Linked DNA regions of Sus scrofa: region 2 is linked to region 1. The links are chromatin contacts, called in public Hi-C maps. All regions are on one chromosome and are shown on one strand. The core of a region is the stretch at or near the end of the contact, and the rest is flanking DNA. Distances in the headings are between cores, read along the strand shown. Region 1 holds the start of HNRNPA3 (heterogeneous nuclear ribonucleoprotein A3). Region 2 overlaps NFE2L2 (nuclear factor erythroid 2-related factor 2).

Region 1 (3,258 bases), core at 511-3,010:
GCTACTGAGAAACCATTTCCTAAGAAACCAAAGTGTTGTAAATGCAGTGATACATCTATGCCATTTCTTTTTATGTCTTCCCCTGTGTCTACACCCTAACAAGCATTTAATTTTAAACCACAAAACTCTGAAGTACAACCTGCATTATGAATGCCAAATTTAGAGAAATTTACCACTTACAAGCAAATAAAGATGTTAAAATAAGTACTCCTAAAAAGACATGAAAAAATCCACCACGTATCTTGCTTGATACCTTCTTGTAATCGATTTGTTACAACTAATATACTGTAAACAGTTCCTATTCACAGCTGTACAACACCAAAAATGTCAATAACAACATTTTATTTGATCACAAAAAAGGATTTGTGTTAAGTATATTATTTGACAGGAATGGAGCACAATAAAACAAATTGAAATCTAAAAAATTAAGACACGGCCTGACCGTTTCACAATTTAACAAACAAGATCTGCCACTTTATATGCATCCAAAGTCCTTAAAAAGAGTTCACATTTACATTCTAAGGTCTTCCTGTGTCTTCTAAAAGTAGAGACATTAAGCATCTAATATGAAGAGACTATGACATGCTAGGAAAGTTAAATGATTAATAGCCTAAAGTACTACTTCACTTAGTCTCACTTTCCAAGTTCTGATTAAATGTACTTGACGTTACACAAAGTTGACGGAAACTGTAACAGGAAAATTATCTCAAGTAAAAGAAAAAATTCGACTCTAGCTGCAGTCCTCTAAAACAAATACCCAAGAAACTACAACGTGAGCCAACCCGTCAGAAAAAAGAAAACATGAGTATCAAAAAGTTTTTAATTTCCTACTTTACATCTACATGCAAATTCTAAGATGCAGTATTTAACCCACATGGTGCAAATCTGCGTATAATTCTAAGTAGTTCAGCAAAAATGGCAGACCAAAAAGTATTTTAAAGCAGCAAACTAAACAAAAAAATTATTTTCAACTGAGTGTTGCGAAGAACACAGCCGAGAGAATCTCTTCTCCTGAGAGAGGTATGTAAGGCCTAAGGCACCGGGAGAACATCCTTGAAAGCACTAGGCCCCAAGCTTCGAGGCCATTTGCGGCATTTTCTGCTGGGCCGCCTCCTTCCTCTCCCTTCCAATCCCACGTTCTCCCGGCGGCGGAGCCAGGCGGCGGCCATTGCGTGCCAATGCGCCATTTCGTAACGCGGCAGCGGATCAATGTCAGTGTGGCCGCCGCCCGCCTGCTAGCTCGCCCGGATGTGCCTGCTCGTCCCCTCCCCTCCCCCACCGCCTCCTCCCAACCGCTCCCGCCGAGGCCCGCCATGCCGTCCTCGGCCTTGGATGCGAGGCCGCGCGGCCGGCGGACCAACTTCCCTCCCGAGGTCTCCCCAGCCACGCCTCGCAGCAAAAGACCACCTGTGCAGACGAAGGAGACGCATGGCGGGCAAGAAGCCCCGAAAAAACCTCTGAAGCCCGTTCCCCTCCCCCCACCACCGCCCGTCTCAACGCAGAGCGCGGGACAGCCTCCCGGTCCGCCCGGCCTCCCCGCTCCCACCGAGCCAGGCCCTTCATGCTGGCCATTACCCATCAACCCCCCACTCTCCCCCTAATACCTCCTCCCCCCGGCGGCGGCGGCGACGGCCGGAGTCGGGCTGGGGGCGACCGGGCGGCGGTTTTACCTCCATTTTGAGACCGGACTCGCCTCTTCCAACTCGAGTTCAATATGGGACCGAGAGGAAGAGGCGGGGCCAGTGACCACGTGACGCGCCTTCCGCGCGCCGCCGGCCTAGTGGGGGGAGGGGCGAATAGGTGCAGGGCGTGGCCAACTGGGCGCGAAGAGGGACTGGATGAGCGGGTTGGCGGGCAGAGGGTGGGGGCGTGGCAGGCCCCGGGAGCGCGCGCGCTCAGCCAACTTCCAGTGCGACGCCGCCCTAGCCGCCGTTCGCGCCTGGGTGGCTGCGAGGACGTCGTCTGGGTTTCGGCCAATGGCCAGCGCCCACGTCGGGGGAACGCCTCGTGACCGCGCGTCACCGGAGAAAAAGGCTTGTTTCCCTTTCTTCTTGCGCTCCTTTTCCCCTCCCCCACGTGGGCCTCTAGCTTTCCATTACCAAATTCATTTCATTCCCGTGCGTGAATAAAACCACACTTTTCTCTTGTACTTTATGGTTGCAAGAAAGCCCCCTCGGTGTCTTCTCGCGGGTTTCAAAATGCCAGAAACTGGTGTGTGTCTGACTGCGATGCCCACTGTGAGGGCGCGCACTGAAAATTCCTGTGACACCGATTGTGTGTATCTTGAGCACCTTGGAAAGACCTTAAAACGCGCGGCTGACACTGAAATTTCATCCTTAACAGCTGAGGCAGGAGCGTTCGAGGTCAGTTAATTAGGTACACACTGATCTTAAGAAATCTGTTGGCACTATTTTCTGACACTTCTAGTTACTGTGGAAAGAACTGAGCAACTGTTCTCACAGACAGGATTTAAGGAATGATTTACAAGATTGATGAAAAGTAGGATCACCAGATATGCTTCCTATTTGCGAGTGATTTCTATCTTATTTTTATTTGTGAAGTATAACGTAGAAGATCAATTAAGGAGTTAAATACTATGGAGCTAATCTCAGCCTACCTAGTAATTTTTTTTTAGAAATAGATTTATTTATTATTTTTTTGTCTTTTGTCTTTTTAGGGCCGCAGCACATGAAGGCTCCCAGGCTAGGGATCGAATTGGAGCTGCACTTGCCCGCCTACACCACAGCCCCAGAAAGGCAGGATCCAAGCCGCATCTGCGACCTACACCACAGTTCATGGCAATCCAGATTTTTAACCCACTAAGCGAAGCCAGGGATCGAGCCCACAACTAGTAGGGTTTGTTAACTACTGAGCCAAGACGTAAACTCCCTACCTAGTAACTTTAAGTCATTTGAACTTACTAAGCTTTTTTTTTTTTTTTTTTAATTAAAGTATAGTTGATTTACATGCTAAGCTTTAGTTTTAGGGTCTTTTCGAGATTTGGTCATCTCCGACACCCATGACAGCTGTAAATAATTTGTGGATCCGTATTTGAGCAAGGTACTGATAAAAGAGACCACAGTTGGCAGGTTTCCCTACCATGCTAAGAAATGCCCTGTATTTTAATGTACCAACCCTTTAGAATTGATCTGGCCCTCCTTTGGAAAGATCAGAAATCTAATCATTTATATTCTCCATTATTTGAAAAGCAGTTAGCTAATGAATGGGTAATGGTGGGTTCAGAGTTTGGAAAAAAAG
Region 2 (3,476 bases), core at 497-2,996, 36 kb before region 1:
TGTCCTGGCTTCATGTCGGGGCCAGATTGCTGTGGAGACTGAAGTCTCCTGAGACATAAAACCAATCCACCACCAGGCCCCACATGTGCCCTAGGACAGCAGAGGGCCGCACGCTGCCCGGTCTCTTCTGTGGGGAGACCCCTCCAGTATGTCCACAGGATCCTCAGCTTCCAGCTTAGTCAGATGGATGAACCATCTTTTGAACTCCATCCCAGACACCTTTGCTTTGTCGACTTAATTGCACATCCTGAAAGCTGAGAGTTAAGTTTTTTTTTTTTTTAGGGCCAAATCTGTGGCATATGGAGGTTCCCAGGCTAGGGGTTCAGTCAGAGCTACATCTGCCGGCCACAGCCACAGCCCCACAGGATCCGAACCTCGTCTGCAACCTACACCACAGCTCACGGCAACGGGCAACTGAGGGAGGCCAGGGATCAAAGCCGCAACTTCATGGTTCCTACTTGGATTCATTTCCCCTGTGCCATGACAGGAACTCCGAGGGCTAAATTTTATTTGGGGCAAAATAAGGAGACAGCATCCCAGGTAGCCCCCAGAAACCGCTGCCAGGAGACAAAGGATATAGGATATAGAGGAGTTTTTGCAACAAAGGGCAGGGAGCAGGAGCAAAAGAGGTCTGAAATCATTCTGTATCCTGAGTTTTCACAGCCTTCGGGGCTCACTGGCTCCCCCTTGGAGGTGGCTGCTAGAGATGGCTGCATTCTCATGACTGTGGCATCCTTAGTTTGGTCCACTTAACTACAGCCCAGGTATTTTAGATGGTCTTGAAATACTGCCCTTAACAGGAAAGGGGGCGTATCAGGGTATGTGTGATCAGGTGAGGGGAGAGGTGCACACATTTCACAGAAGTTTGTTGCTGGTCTCGAGAAGGTACTCCTAGTCACAAGGAGCAGCCATCACTATGAGGGATTTCAGTGTTTTTCTAGGTAGGAGCAGATGCAAGAATCGGGCACATAAAATCTTCTAATGATATCTGACTATCTGAAGACCTGTTCTTCCAGTTTCCCCAGAGCAGAGCGCTTCATTCCTGATTTCCACCCTGAGCTCCGCTCAGGGGGTGCTGTGGGTCAGCAGCTGCAGTGGCTCGTGATTAAATCCAGGTAGAGGCAGATGGCAAGTGCAGAACTCCAGTTTGCAGCTTGTAGCAGAATTTCTTAACTCTGTACAGTCTGCCAGTGGACACTGCTCTGTTTTTAGGCCCAGAATCCCAAACAGAAAGAATTTGGGAGGTGGAGAATTTGGGTTGTGGAGGGTTAAACCCACACATGAACGGAGCTGACCCCTGTGGCCTCATCCTCTTCCCAACCCATCTTTAAGTCTCTGAAGACTCAACTATTTCCTTTGGAATAACTACCCCTAAGTGACTCTGGCCTTTAAAAAGGTGAAATGTTTTGTCTGGATGTACACGGAGCATGATAAAGTGAGAAAAAAGAATCTCTACATGTATGTGTGACTGGTCACCTTGCTGTACAGCAGAAAATTGACAGAACACTGTAACCCAGCTATAATGGAAAAAATAAAAATCATTATAAAATTAAAAAAGGGGGGGGAGGATGTAAAATGGTGAAGGGACAGACCTTAAACAAGTGCTGTGAGGAAGAGGATAACACTGAAAACTTTTTACACCTGCTGCCCTTGTGGTTGCCATGCAGTGGCTGATCCATAAATAAAGTAGGAGCTCACCTTCCACATTTTGTATAGTGCTTAGACCCAGAAGCCTCCAAATTAGATGCTTCTCATGTTCATTTGACATCTGCAACAGCAGTTGAATCTATTAATAGCCTTAATACCTCACCCCTGGCTTGTCCTGTGTATTTTTAGAGGGGCATTCACATACTTTTCTCCCAAGTGAGAAACAATTCTGTGAGGACAGGTAGCGAGTCTGTTTTCCCTGACAGCCCAGAGCAACTCTCCAGCGAGTTAGCAGCAGAGCCCCGCAGGCACAGCACTGTGCAGCCTCCTTCACGAGGCCCCGGCTGTTCTGAGTACTTTCCAGCCTCTGTTATCTGAGTGCTTGGGTCATGAAAACCAGGGGTGGAGTGCAATCGCAGTCACTGTTAATTAGAGGGGAGTCTGGGGGCAAAGTGCCTTCGCCTCTCCATGCTTCAGTTTCCTTGCTCCAAAGGGGGGAGGATGGCGGCACCACCTTGCTTGCAGATTGTGGTGCATATAAGTGAGCTCCTGGCCCCTGGCCACGAGTGCTTGGAAGAGGGTGGAGCACAGAGAAAGTGCACAGTAAATGGTGGCTGTTATTATTGCTATACTGTGTCATACTTGCCTTTACCTGGCTGTAAAATATTGACACTGTGATCTTTCATTCTCAAATCATAAGCCCCACCCCCAACCCACCTAACCGTTATCCTTGCATATTTATTTAGCAAGTTAGTTGAAAAGATTTACCTTAAGAAAATATTCCCGTACTGATTTTTAAGGGAATGAAGTGTGACATATGTACTAATTATCGTTTCCACTGTAAGACATCCAGGTTGCTGCCTGGCAGTTGGCAACAACAGTGGGCACTGTGCATGCTCAAGTGTACACTGAAAGCAGTTGAAATGTAATTTTCAACTCGAGATTAATTTATATCCTTAGCTGGAACAAGTAGTCCTTTCAGATTACCTGATCCCCTTATTTCTACCCATTCTTCAGGTGACTTTTTTTTTTCCCCCCACCTGTGGCATGTGGAAGTTCCCCAACCAGGGATTGAACCCTTGCCACAGCAGTGACCTGAGCCACCGCTGGCTGTGACAAGGCCAGATCCTTAACTACTAGGCCACCAGGGAACTACCAGTTGACCTTTGTGATAATTTGGTAATTGTGTGGCTTCTGGACCATAACCCTGCTCAGTAACATCAAGCATTCCGGGCTGGCCTAATAACTCTGACTCACAGGAGCACTTTCAGGTCCTTGAAGTAGCTTTTTGCAAATAACTGCTAACAGTATAAATACTACCTAGCATCCTTTGAAGGGTTAATATTCCCATTGTATCCTCAGGAAGTAATTTGCAAAACTGAAGAGTTCCGTTCAATAGAATTCCCCCTTAAGAAGAGCACAGGAGGGCTTATTCTGTTAGGTTCCCAGAGCCACACTGTCACTTGCCACTAGTCACTTTTGAGCACTTGATGTGGGGCTGGTGTAACTGAGGATCTGCATTTTTAAATTTTAATGAATTATGACTTAAATGTTTTTTTTCTTTTTCTTTTTTTTTTCTTTTTTTGGGCCGCACCATATGGAGGTTCCCGGGCTAGGGATTGAATCAGAGCTGCAGCTGCCGGCCTACACCACAGCCACAGCAACTCGGGATCCCAGCCGCATCTGTGGCCAGCACACCACAGCTCACAGCAATGCTGGATCCTTAACCCACTGAGCAAGGCCAGGGATCGAGCCTGCAACCTCATGGTTCCTAGTTGGATTCATTTCCTCTGCACCACGACGGTGACTTGAATTATGACTTAAATTTC

What was found. A called contact is a pair of places that touch in the nucleus more often than the background predicts.
Region 2: a contact with region 1 is called in a Hi-C map of skeletal muscle, with 6 times the contacts expected there. The contact joins the enhancer-like site here to the promoter of HNRNPA3 in region 1. A contact is called at or near these places in 2 of 5 promoter capture datasets (fetal liver and liver), 22 of 47 Hi-C or Micro-C datasets (adipocytes, alveolar macrophages, blood and 13 more) and 2 of 2 datasets of contacts at active chromatin or transcription factors (alveolar macrophages and skeletal muscle).

What each region holds. Positions count from the first base shown.
Region 1 is chr15:82,956,831-82,960,088 of Sscrofa11.1, reverse strand. It overlaps HNRNPA3 (heterogeneous nuclear ribonucleoprotein A3), which reads right to left and starts at 1,760. Exons shown (of 10, transcript XM_021075138.1): 1 at 1,605-1,760. The coding sequence starts at 1,676. LOC110256983 (a long non-coding RNA gene) reads left to right here and starts at 1,852. Exons shown (of 4, transcript XR_002339079.1): 1 at 1,852-2,363.
Region 2 is chr15:82,992,606-82,996,081 of Sscrofa11.1, reverse strand. All of the region lies in intron 3 of NFE2L2 (nuclear factor erythroid 2-related factor 2), which reads left to right. Among named protein-coding and RNA genes, the nearest start is that of HNRNPA3, 36 kb to the right of the region's middle. Within about 2 kb of position 1,746, at least 9 of the 83 cell types and tissues checked have an H3K27ac peak or open chromatin away from gene starts, as enhancers often do. A contact at or near this core is called in alveolar macrophages and skeletal muscle, where this site is marked.